Regions from separate parts of the Ovis aries genome. Here region 1 is linked to region 2. A link is a contact called in public Hi-C data. All regions are on one chromosome and are shown on one strand. The core of a region is the stretch at or near the end of the contact, and the rest is flanking DNA. Distances in the headings are between cores, read along the strand shown.

Region 1 (6,633 bases), core at 331-2,830, 140 kb before region 2:
ACTGTATTCTGCCAACCTCCTCTGTCCACAGGGTTTCCCAGGCAGGCATACTGGAGTGGGTTACCATTTCCTCCTCCAGGGGATCTTCCTTAGCCAGGGATCGAACCTGCATCTCCTGTCTCCTGGGTTGTCAGGAGGCTTCTTTAACTACTGAGCCACCTGCGAAGCTCGGTAGTTGCATCCTCACTAGTTGTGGCACCTGGGTACAGTTGCCCCATGGCATGTGGAGTCCAGGGATGGAGCCTGTGTCCCCTGCCCTGGCAAGCGGTTTCCTAACCACTGGACCACCAACGAAGTCCTGTCCTCCCTTCTCTCCTTCGCCTTCTGTGCCTTATCCACACGGCCCTCCCTGGGCCTTCAGTGTCCCCCAGAGACCTTTGGTGCAGGAACTAGTAGAACCTCCCAAAGCCCCAGTCCCATCCTTCCCTTTGCCAACTGTCCACTACGGGGGGCAGCCTCTCCATCTGTTTTGGCCCAGCTCGTCCCCCATACTTCTCAGGAAAGGTGTCTCTGTCACCTGACATTTTCTGTTCTTATGGTGTGGAAGGAGTCAGACCAAATGTGGCTGAGGAAAATCTTTGCTTGCTCCTTAGGCTAGGAGAACTCAGTTTCTTTACTGAGATTCTCAGGAATCAAGGGTGCCCTCTCTCCACATGTAGCAGTCAAAATTGACACCACGATTTGTATGTATAAAAGTTACTCTCTTTAACTGATCTTGGCTTGTTCTGTAGCCTTAAATTCTGCTGATGGTGAAAGAACAGACAGTTGGCCCTCCATATCTGTATGTTCTATGTCTGTGGGTAAAATTCCAGAAAGTCCCAAAAAAGCAAAACTCGAACCGACAACTGTTTATGCAGCATTTACACTGTATTTACAACTATTTACATAGCATTTACATCGTTTTAGGTGTTATAAGTAAGCTAGAGATGATTTAAGGGGCTTCGCACGTAGCGCTAGTGGGAAAGAATCTGCCTATCAATGCAGAAGACGTAAGAGATGCAGGCTCAGTCCCTGGGTTGGGAAGATCTCCTGGGGGAGGGCATGACAACCCAATCCAGTATTCTTGTCTGGAGAGTCCCAAGGACAGAGGAGCATGATGGGCTACAGTCCATAGGGTCGCACAGAGTCGGACATGACTGAAGTGACTTAACTTAGCACACAGCACAGAGATGATTTAAAGTACACAGGGGGACATGTATAGGTTATGTGCAAATACTGTGCCATTTCATAAGGGAACTGAGCATGTGTGGATTTTGGTATCCTCAGGAGTCCTAGAACCAATTCCCCTAAGGACAACTGTATTCCAATTGAAAGTGAACACTTTTTTTTTTTCATTTAAAGTAGGACTTTTGGTCTAATTCAGTCTATTTGGAGTAATTGGTCAATTCAAAATTCATACTACGGTTCTCGGTTGTTCTGTTTCTCAAGCGTCCTCAGCTCATTTTCCTCCCCAGGGTGGCACCTGGCATTGGAGAGGGCTTCAGGGCCATGTGCTCTTCTTGGCTGGCTTCTGTTGACTTCCCTGAGGTCTCTGCCCTTCTGACCTTGCTGCTTCCGGTGCAGCTGTGTCCTGAGCTGGAGTAACTGGCCTGTGTTCTCTCAGCTGGTAGGAGCCCAGAGTGTCTGCCCTTGCTGACCTGGCTCTGCATTGTCTCCTGCTGACACCACATGTCCTTGGGGTTTTAGTGAACCCTTCATCCAGTCTTTGTCCTAGGCTGGCCACCCCCATAGCTTCTGCTGTAGGGCCCCTCGCCCCTCAACCCAGGAACACCATCCGGGCCTGCTGGCTATCAACTCTTCACTGTCTCCTGTGTCCACTGCCGTCTGGGAGCTGTGGGGTCTTGGGAACATTATCTTTGATCCTCTTTCTCACGCCCTGTTTTCTGCTCTGCTGTGACTGTCTCATGTCACACGCGTATAAGGGCACCCTGCAAGAGGGTCATCTCCCCAGAGTGATTACATGGAAAGTGGAGCTCAGGCTCAATTGCTATCTATTCGCCCCTCAGCCCATCTCAGTTTCCCACTTCAGGTGTCTACCTACCCACACGAGGCCAAGGCCCAGTTGTTGGTCTCCCTGGATCTCTGAGAAGTCTGGTTTAAGAAGTAGCCTCGCTCCTCTTTCCTCTTCTTCCCTTCCTATGGGAAGCGTGTCTTACACTACTGTTTGCTGGCTAAGTGCCTCCACCCAGGAGATGGCTGTGGAGAGACACAGAGCACAGTAGATTGGGAAGCTGGTTCCTCTAGGAAATTGAGAGGTTCTGTTTTTTGACCTAACACCCCCAGATGGCAATGTCTGCTTCCTGCAGAGAGTAGGTACTTTCAGACCCATGCCCTCTAGGCCTGCTTGGTTTATGAAGGTGAGAGGCTTTGGAGCTGGGCCTCAAAGTGCTTGCATGCCTAGCTCTCCCTGCCTTTGCCCCTCCACAGATGAAAGCACAGGCTTCCTTAGGTATCTCCTAGGTGACAGAATTCCCTACACTTATCCCCGCCCTCCCTCCTAAATGTACAGAGGGTTCAGGCTAGCCAGGCAGAAGCAGGAGGGCCTGTGATTGGCCTGCTTTCTTTCTGACCCTGGTTGCAGTGGGCTTTGCTCCACTCTTGCTCAGGAAGTCGGTGTTCTTTCTAATTTGTTGACTTCTTTGTCCTTAATCCAAGGTCAACTGACCTCTTTAAGAGGAACAGATGGAGAGAGAAAAGTGCTGGGTTCAGAACTGTGACTCTGTTTTTACTGGTTTGCATGACTTCATATCACTGAGCTTCAGTTTATTTGTAACATGGACATAATAATGTAGCCATTCACTGGGTTATGGGAAGGAGGATTAAATGAGATACTATTTGCAATATTCCTAGCATTGACTATGGCATGTAGCAAATGCTTAATTTTTCTTTCATTTCACCTTGTTCCCTTCTGTTCACTTTCATCCTTCTTTCATCCTTCTAGTTTTATCTATTTATCCTACGACTTTGCTCCTCTTCTATCTGGGCTCCATTTAATAGAGAATGATAATGAGTTGGCCTCAACAGAATCTTGAGTTTCTCAAGATTTTTCTCACCCATCTCCCTAATTCCACCACATCCAACCTGTCACCAAATCCTTTCCATTCTTCTGCCTCCTAAGTATCTCTCAAATGTCTTTTCCCATCCATCTCCAACTTGCAACCCGGAGGAATCCTGGTATATTATCAGTCCACTGCTCCCTCTTACCACATGGTGTCACTGTTGAGCTCTTGGTCTTCACCAACCTGGTGCTGCTGTTCAGAAAGCAGCACCATTGCGATGGTCTAGCTACTGTCAGAGGCCAGTGGGACAGTTTGGAAAAGGATAAGTTCACATCTTTGTGTTCTGTTCAAACTTGAGTACACCTTGGAGGTTTTCTCGTCTTGGTTTTCTCAGTTTCAGCTCTTGGTGCCAATTCCTATCAGTTACTTTCTTCAAAACCCTATCGGATCCATTCCTTGTATGTCTCAATTATATGCATCTTGTATATCTCAAAGATGCTCATGAAAGATGAGTCAGTTTACTTTTAACCCTTCAAAGTATAAAATATAGCAAGTTGGAAACAGGCTGCCAGAGTCTGAATCCTTGCTCTACCATATGAGCCATCATACTGGTATTATTCCTGTCCTTGGCCACAGTGGAGTTGTTCATATTGCCAAAGCCAGCTTCCAAGATCATCTTCCGGTCGCAAATCCACCTGACAGCTTCTTTCCTTTAATCCTTAAAAAATAAAAGGCAAAGTGCACACTCTTCTTGGTCCTTCTGCTACAGCAGATGCAGTAAGACTCCTCAGATGCAAACTGTTTATCTGCGGTGGGCATTCTGCTTATCATGGACATGGTGTTCCCTTGCCTTTGCACATGCTTTCATCCACGTGCCCGTGGGAGCCTTAACCACTTTAGTACAGTCAGCTCCAGTGCCCCCTGGGGACGCCTCCCCCAGTCTCCTCAGGCTTCCTTCCTCTTCACTGAGCCAGGTTGAGGGCTGGCTGAAGAGCATTTATTGCACCGATACGTGATTGTCCATTTATATGTTTGTCTCTACTGCCATATTGTGAGCTTCTCTGGGTGAGAACCTTTCTGTCTCTCTCATCACCCTTGTCTGCTGGTGCCCAGCACGGGCCCCAGTGAACTGCAGCTAATGACACCAGGCAGGGGTCCAGTATGTGTCCAGTGACTGAGGGAGCCAGTTCATGCGCTGGCTTCCCCTTCAACCTGCTCTCAGTCCAGCCTCCCCTGGATGCTCCCTGGCCACTACAGCCCCTCACGCCTCACTCTCTCCTGTCTTCAGAATCCAAGCTGGTAAACATCAGGAAGGACATTCTTGAACAGGTACAGAATGAGTGCCAGAGCCGCAGTCAGCAGCTAATAACAGAGCTCACGGGTTTCATGAAGGCCTTCCAAACCATCAACTCAGACATCCACTCCATCGCATGGTGCTCCCAGAAGGTGGGTGCTCCCCATCCTTCCTCCCCAGCTTATCCAGGGCCATCCCGCTCACGTGCTAAGCACACTCCCTTCCGGTCTCTGCTGAGCTCCCAGTGGGGCTCTATGCCCTTAAACTGCATCCACCTCTGTGACCTGCCCTGGCCAGTTCTCACCCTGTTCACGTGGTCCTCAGTATCCTCATGAAATGGGGAGGCCCTGATGTGATGAGAGACAGTCCTGCTTTCAGAGAGAGAGTTCTGCTCTCTGTATGTTTAAGTAGAGATCCATTGCCCTGTCCTCAGGGCAACGACTTGATGGAGGAGGAGCTGTGCTGTCTTCAGGGAGACCTTGGTCAGATGAGGATCTGCTCTTGGACTGCCCTGATCTCGGCGGGTTAAAAGGCAACTGCTAGGACCTGGAGCCTCTAGCAGGAGGGAGTGCCCCTCAGGATGGGTGCAGAGAGGTGCACAGGGCTGTGTGGGCGCTGGTCTCATGCTGTCATCCCTGCAGCTGAATGAGGCCAACGAGCGGTACGCTGAGCTGGAGGAGCAAATGGAATACACGCGGTCACTCTATGAGCTCATCCGCAACCACTTTGGCCTCTTCAGTGCTGAGAATGAAGCACTGGACATCTCGGTGAGAAGGCATCTCCTCTGCCCCACCCGCTGCTCCTCCCCCCATCCCCCAGCTCTGCTTGACCACCCTCTGCCTGCCCCTCAGCTTATGGACACGTGGGAGTCATTCCAGTATGAGAAAAGCCAGGCCTCAGAGTTCCTGCTCAGCAAGCGGCATGCCATCGTGCCCAAGCTGCAGCAGCTGATGGCCACGGCACTGGCGGAGCTGGAGGGCATGATTGAGAAGGCCCTGTCTGGTCCGTTCATGGACCCTGCACAAGAGCAGAGGAACACCGAGCGCCAGCTCATCTCCCTGGAGCGTCAGTACCAGAACACAGTCAGCAGCCTCTCTGACCTGCACCATGCCTACACTGCCTTCACTGGTACCCAGGGCCCCGCCCCCTCCGCCACCAGCACCCTTGGGTGGCGTGATCCTGGGTGGTGTGATCCTGGGTGGTGTGATCCTGGGTTGTGTCCTGGGTGATCCTAAGCAAGTCTTAGGAGTCACATACCTTCATTTTAGTCTCTTTCAATGCAAAGATTGCAGGACAAAATCTAAACCCATTGGCTATGTCAAGTGTTATCCTTAGGGTGGGGATAAGCGTTGTGCCTAGACGGGAGCTCATGGTCTGGAGGAGAAGGCAACTAGGTGAGTGTTCCATCTGAATGTGATGGGATCAGAGGGCTAAAAGCCTGCGCAGAGAAATGTACATGTGTTCTCGTCGTAGTCCTTAGCCTTTGTGTAGCCCTGTTCAACTCAGGCCTCCAGCAGGCAGCAGGTCCCAGATGAAAACAGGTGTGGATGCTCCATGGCCACTGCTTCCAGCCAGTGTGGTGGAGAGAGGTGGCTGCTGAGGGCTTCCCTGGCCCCAAGGGGAGACCCGGACCGAACTCCTGGTCTTGGCCCTTCTGTGCAGTGTGTAGCTGGGCTGGTTCCCTTCTGCACGGGAAGGACTTTGTGGGCTGCAGGTTCTTTCCTCAGGTGCAGCCACTTCTGTCGCTCACTTGTATCCCTTGCAAGGGATATTGCTTCTGAGTTGACTCTTAGCCAACTGCCAACTGTTACCATCTCTGACTGTGAGGTCCCCAATCCCAGGGAGGAGACACTCTGGGACCATCCTAAAACAAGGGACTTTTCCTTTGGTCAAGTGCTGGGGGACCCTCATCCCATGCAAGGCAATGGCACTCCACGCCAGTACTCTTGCCTGGGAAATCCCATGGACGGAGGAGCCTCGTAAGCTACAGTTCATGGGGTCGCACAGAGTCAGACATGACTGATGCGACTTAGCAGCAGCAGCATCCCATGCTCTAGCTGATGTAGACCACAGACCTTGGCCTTTCCTGCTAGTGGTTGGGATGTTTGTGGAAAAGTAGAATAGGGGACTCTGGCCTTGAGGGGTTTCACCTGGAAAACCGCACAGCATTGATTTTATTTCCTTTTTCCACCCCTGTCTCTTCACCAAACTCCCAGTTTTTATTATTAATACAACACTCTAGGATCTTAGATCTAGACCATTAACGCTACTGTTTATTTTCCGTTCTGTGTCTTTTATTTTACTTGCTATCTTTGACATTTGCTTTGTTCTATAACCATG
Region 2 (6,002 bases), core at 1,233-3,732:
GAACTACTGAAAGCCCCAAAGGAAGGTATATTTCTCGGGCCTAAGAGGAAAAGATGTAAGAGTCCAGTCATAATCCACCTGATACCAACACTTAGAGATGTGGTTTTAATTTTAAAGAAAGTGCTTTTTCTAGGAGTCAAGGCTGACTCTAAGATATCTGGCCGAGGGGAAAGAGTTAGTGCCAAAAACGCAGAACGGGAGCAAATTTTTTTTGAGGAGCATTCAGAGTTAAATGTTAGTCAATAAATATTCTAAGTGTCTACTATATGTCACTTAAAATATAATGTCAGAAAAAGGTTTTTTGTAACAGTGCAGAAGACCAACTGGAGTAGAATAAAAGAGATATCTCTGTCAGGGGGCAGATCAGTTTCTCACTTAGGCAGCTGACCTGAAATGAGACCAGAGCAGCTGGCACTAAGGCCAGTATCTGTCTGCTAGACTGGGGAGCCCTCCACCCGCACCCTTATTATCTCAAACAGTGTATGGGTTTGGTGGGCCAAATACCCTCTGAAGGTCTGCCCTAAGATAAAAATCTTTTTTTCACTGTACTAGAAATCTGGGATCTGCTAGGCCCTGCTATCCCGTATTCGTGCAGGGATGATAGCTCCAAGACTTCCCATGACTATCTCCCAAATGAAGCCTGTGAGTGTGAGGGATGGGCAGCCTGGCTGGGCCCAGTCTGGCTTCGCAGTTCCTAGTGCACATAAAGGAACTTCCTACTTCTCACATCCTGACCATTCTGAAGACGGATTTCCTTCTTCCGAGTTCCCAGAGAGGGCCAGATTTGACAACAATGAAAACTTCCAGGAAATTCCCACGTATTTAACTTTCTAATCTTTCTTCCACTTCTACCCTCTTCTTCACCCCTCCATTCCCACCCTCAAAGGAAGGAGCTTATCCTGCAGTCAACATCCCCTGCTAAATGCTTCCACTCTCCTGGCCAGGTTGATGGTCCTCTCCTCTGAAGTCCGTTCAGGGTTTGAAGGGAGCACTTGAAGGTAACATGTGATCCTGTCCAGAAACAGAGGATTGGAACCTTGAAGGTTCCTAGGGTGCCAGAGTATTACAGAAAGTTCACTTCTAGATGTTCACCCTCCAGCCCTTCAGGAAGTAATCTTTTAAGAAATCCCAGGGGCTCAGTCTCTGTGCTAGATAACAAAACTCAATCACCTATGGGGGCCAGTTTGGAATTACAGAACACATGCCCCATATAATCAGGCATGAAGAAAAACAAAACCGTGTTAATTCAACACAACCCAGATTAAGAGCCAGAAACATGCCATGAATTTACTGCCTCATACAGACCGATGTAGAGTTCTCATTCTCCAGAAATCAGAAGGGGGGAAAACAATCAGTTTACATACATACAACGATTTTTACCTATTGTGCAAAGAAAAGGGTATCTGGCTCTCAGAAAGTTCTGGGCTCCAGACTCCAATCAGACAGTCCATTTTACAACTCAAGCTCCAGTTCTTAGAGCTGAATAGAGCTCCCAAGGCCTGTGATCACGGGCACTGATGAGGGCCACATGCCCTTTGGCTTCAGTTAAACCTCTGGTGTTTGAGCTGGGTGGGAGCTGTGGGTGCTTGCTTCCTGGTCCTGCCGCAGCCCCTGAAGCAGCTGGTTTAGGAGTGTAAGGTTGCTGTCTCTGCGTGGCAGGGGCAGGGGTGGGAGACAGTTCCCTCTGTACTCAATCACTGCCATTTTGGCCCGATCCTGCTGATTCCGATTTGGGATCTGCAGCATTCTCGTGTAGCCCCCATTCTGACCTTGGTACCGAGGGGCCAGTACTTGAAACAGCTTTGGGATCAAGTCTTTCTCCTAGAGGGGGAGAGTTTTCCAGGAGAGAGCAGAGTCAGGCACCATCACCGAGACATTAACTTTCAGCATCCCCAAAGGTAGGGTTCAAACACACACACACCCACATCCCTTCCCTCACCCTCTGACGTGGCATTATAAACTGATCAATTATGGGCAGTTGTGTAGACTGAGATTCACGTTGAACTCAACGTAGGACATATATCTCTTACTTAGTTCACATTTGTCCGTAAGTGCGTGCCTTAATTTCGCCCAATTCCCTTTCCTCTAACAACTCCCTTCCACTTAGGAATCAAAGGATAAGATCTGGGAAGTGGACAGGATGCACTCACCGTGAGCCAGAAGTCCGCCATGCGCATGGCTCGTTCGTTGGTGTCTCCCAGCTTCCCGTAGTCAATGAGCTGTGAGGACACAACATCACTCACCAAAATCCGAGCAAGAAAGGAGGCGTCAATCTTAATGCTCTAATGCCAAATTGCAACCTATTCATTCCATACTCTAGCAAAGCATGTCGCTAATTCAGGCTACCTCTAAACACGCTGTTCTAATCAGGTCTCCATTTGAGGGGCCACAGGAGTAGGTTCAGCTCATGGTAATAAGGAGACTTCCGGCACTCTTTACCAGGGCGGTCCCAATTCTTCCCCAACTCCAGCCGGATCCCGCCCCCTCAGGCCAGACCTAGGAGAGGCACAAGAGGGTCACGCCCCTTACCTTCTCGGCGTAGCCCCTCAGCTCGTCCACGCGTGCCCATGACGCCTCGATGCGTTCGTGGCGCACCAGTCCCGTAAGCAAGTTCTGCAACAGGTGAATGCGGGACTCGGGACCAAGGCCTAGACGGCGGTATACGCGGCCGTGGGAGATCGCGGCGGCGAACGACAGCCGCATGTTCCCGGCTGCTCCCCACCTCTGTGAGGCCGGAACTGGAAACTCAAAGACGCGGCCGAGAGGCGGAGCTTAGAGGACCCACGCGCCTTACGTAGCTGCGTGGTGGACGTGTTTGCGCATGTGTATCAGAGCCTGCCTCGTTGGCAGCCTTGGGGAGGGCGGGGACGGGGCGTTGACCTCGTCCGGAGGAGGAGAGATGGGCGGAGTTTGGTCTTCCGAGCGCGGCTGGTTTGCCCGGGAACCAGGCGCCCCCTGGTGTGGGATGAACAGGCCGACGGTTTCTCTGGTGCTGCGACAGTCGTCATGGGACCCCGCGCTGGGAAGCTCAGCTTGGAGCTGGCTTGTAGCGTGAGGACCTGAAGAGGAAAGTGCTTGGCGGTGTGCCAGTCCTTCAGGCCGGCGGACCTGCTTTCTGAGGCGCGGGGCGTCTGACACGCTGAGCGTGTCATTTTGAAAAGCAAATTATTTTCAGTAGTAATGGCGAAATGAATGGAATAACAATGATAGGAAAGAAATAGAGATGGTGAAAATTTTCTTTCCTTGAAGTTGTTGACTGGGAAAAAAAAAGCACAACGTAAAAGTTGAGAGTTGTTTTACCTAGCAGACAAAACTGAGGACTTGATCCCACGACACAGTAGCTAAGATAACTCTGAGAGGCTATGGTGGCAGAGGGGGGTTGTAGAAGGGGTTTGGAGTGGGTGGGGGGCAGAAAATATAAGAGATTTTGCAGGGAAGACAGGGTAGTTGGAGCATCAAAAGATTATCTTAAAGAAAGCCAGATATCTCAAGGGATTTAGTGCTTTTTCATGTATGAGAAGATGGAAGAGTCTAGGCTCACTGAGATCATTGTTTTGATATGCATCCCAGCTATTTGGGGCTAGTATGAGTGAGTTGGTGATGGACAGGGAGGCCGGGCGTGCTGCAGTTCATGGGCGGCTGAACTGACTGACTGATCCTGTTTTCTCATCCCGAGTCTCCTCAGGTTGCTCCATTCAGTGAGTGGCTGCAGTGTCTGATGATTCACTGGGGAGGGTTATGTTTCTGTCCTGAGTTTTTTTGGGGTTTACTGTGGTGGAGAGGAGGGCCTACACTGGCTGATGGCTGCAACATCGTTTCTTTACTGATGTGGCAGGTGACATTTTTAATCCACAAAGCACATCTAAGTGTTAGGTAGGTAGAACAGGGGAAAGGAGTCCAAAATGGCGGTGGCTACAGACAAGGAAAGGAAAAGCCCAGGAAAATGAAATAAAAGGTCCCAGGACTGGAGTGAGGACCTCAGGTAAAACAAACAACACTCCTGGCTGGCCCAATTTACATAGGACAGGCCCAGGGAGAGATAAACATATAAATAGAGGAGCCAGAGCCAGCTGTCTCTCTCTCCTGCGCTCTGGGGCGCTCTTCTCATGTCTTTAGATTGACGTGCCCTCACACCTCGAAGATGGATTTTCCTGCTATCTTCTAAATAAAATAGAGCTGTAACACTGATTTGTTTAAGAGCTATAACACGGTTCATTTGAGACCTGAGAGCTATAACACGGTCTATCCAAGACCTGAGAGCTGTGACACGCCGAGGGGGCTTTAATATCTGTCACTCCAAATCTTTGTTGTGACAAGACAAAGAATCGAGGAACATACACTCGCGTGACATAACCATCCTAGTTGAAGAAAAAGTGCTGTGCTCAAAGAAAAAGTAATGATTTAATATTTTTAAATTCAGTTCATTTCAGTTGTTCAGTCGTGTTTGACTCTTGACAACCCCATGGACCACAGCACGCCAGGCTTGATCCTGGCACTCTATCACCAACTCCGGGAGTTTACCCAAACTCATGTTCATCGAGTCAGTGATGCCATCCAGCCATCTCGTCCTCTGTGGTCCCCTTCTTCTGCCCTCAATCTTTCCCAGCATCAGGGTCTTTTCAAATTAGCCAGCTCTTTGCATCATTTTGAAAAAAATTACATCACTGTGTTTTTTATCTTAAAAGGGAAAAACATACGTATGCATTTATGTGTTAAATAAATGAACAAAAGCATTATAGTTTCTGGTTTTGAGCCTTTGTGTCAGCTGATTTGCAATGACTTAGTCAAAATTGTTCTTTGTTATGTATTCAGATGTGTCCCCCCCCGCAAAAATTATATGCTAAGTCCCACCCGACCCCCACACCTCCTGTATCTCCTTCACCCAATACCTCAGGATGTGACTTTCTGTGGAAATAGAGTGCTTGCAGATGTAATTGGTTAAGATGAGGTCATACTGGACTAGTTCAGTTCAGTTCAGTCGCTCAGTTCAGTCGTGTCTCACTCTTTGCAACCCCATGGACTGCAGCTGGACTAGGATGGATGCCTAATCCAAAATGGCTGGTGTCCTTATAAAAAGAACACTTGTGAAGAGACAGAGACACACAAGGACAATGCTATGTCACCAGGAAGGCAGAGATCAGAGTTGTCTAATACAAGACAAGGATTCTGGCAAACATAAGAAACATAAGAGCAACGGAAACTGTCAAGTGTCCTGTTGGGAGGCTCTGAAGAGTTGTGGTCCTTTATGTCTCAGTGCAGAAAGAATTCAGCGAGAGGCAAAGTGCTAGATAAGAATTGATTTATTAGGATAGGACACTTGTGAGACGTACAAGCAGGCAGACGAGAGGTTGCTGCACTCGAAGAACTTACTGGGCTACAGTTTTATAATCCAAAAGTGTGGAGGAGGAGAAGAAGACTTGTCATTCTTGAGTAGAGGTCATGCTTCCATCATTTGGTCCTCCTCCAGGATGGGCCGGGGAGTTTTCTTGTCCCTACGTGGTCAAGCTAGGTTTAGTTTTGAAAAATTTCCTTAGTTGGAAGCAACAATTATGCAAATATGAAAAGTATTTTTTTAGGAACATTCTTAAAGATATGGATATGTTGGCAGAAAATTATACAAACCATAGTTCACAATAAATTCCAGAAATTGCAATATTCTCTATGTCTCAGGTATTTGGAATTAATTCTTATAGCTTTCAGTTATCTCCACATTATACTATAACATCATCATCAAAAAATTCATCCTAAATTTCTACTGGTAAAAATTGGGTAGATTTTCTTCTTTGCAAAATTCAGGGAAATTGAATACTGACACTGGTGTTATTTGATCCATTGCTTTAAAAAAGGAATATCCACATGGTGAAAATGTACAGCATCAAACATCGTCCTTATTTGTATAGGTTGGTGCAAATGTAAATGTAATTGTGGTTTCAGATCACAAATTTTAAGTCATTGTAACTAGGCTCAAACACATCTTTATTAATCAAAATATGAACCAATAC

Evidence for each region. Hi-C and Micro-C count contacts between places; a contact is called where the count stands out from the background.
Region 1: a Hi-C map of liver shows a contact between it and region 2, with 4 times the contacts expected there. The contact joins two enhancer-like sites. A contact is called at or near these places in 11 of 16 Hi-C or Micro-C datasets (blood, hypothalamus, liver and 4 more).

Annotation. Positions count from the first base shown.
Region 1 is chr15:46,265,883-46,272,515 of ARS-UI_Ramb_v3.0, reverse strand. It overlaps DNHD1 (dynein heavy chain domain 1), which reads left to right. Exons shown (of 42, transcript XM_042232612.2): 12 at 4,288-4,445; 13 at 4,935-5,421. Among named protein-coding and RNA genes, the nearest start is that of DNHD1, 30 kb to the left of the region's middle. Within about 2 kb of position 1,580, at least 2 of the 54 cell types and tissues checked have an H3K27ac peak or open chromatin away from gene starts, as enhancers often do. A contact at or near this core is called in liver, where this site is marked.
Region 2 is chr15:46,126,836-46,132,837 of ARS-UI_Ramb_v3.0, reverse strand. MRPL17 (mitochondrial ribosomal protein L17) reads right to left here. Exons shown (of 5, transcript XM_060399974.1): 5 at 5,960-6,002. Among named protein-coding and RNA genes, the nearest start is that of DCHS1, 19 kb to the left of the region's middle. Within about 2 kb of position 2,482, at least 53 of the 54 cell types and tissues checked have an H3K27ac peak or open chromatin away from gene starts, as enhancers often do. A contact at or near this core is called in liver, where this site is marked.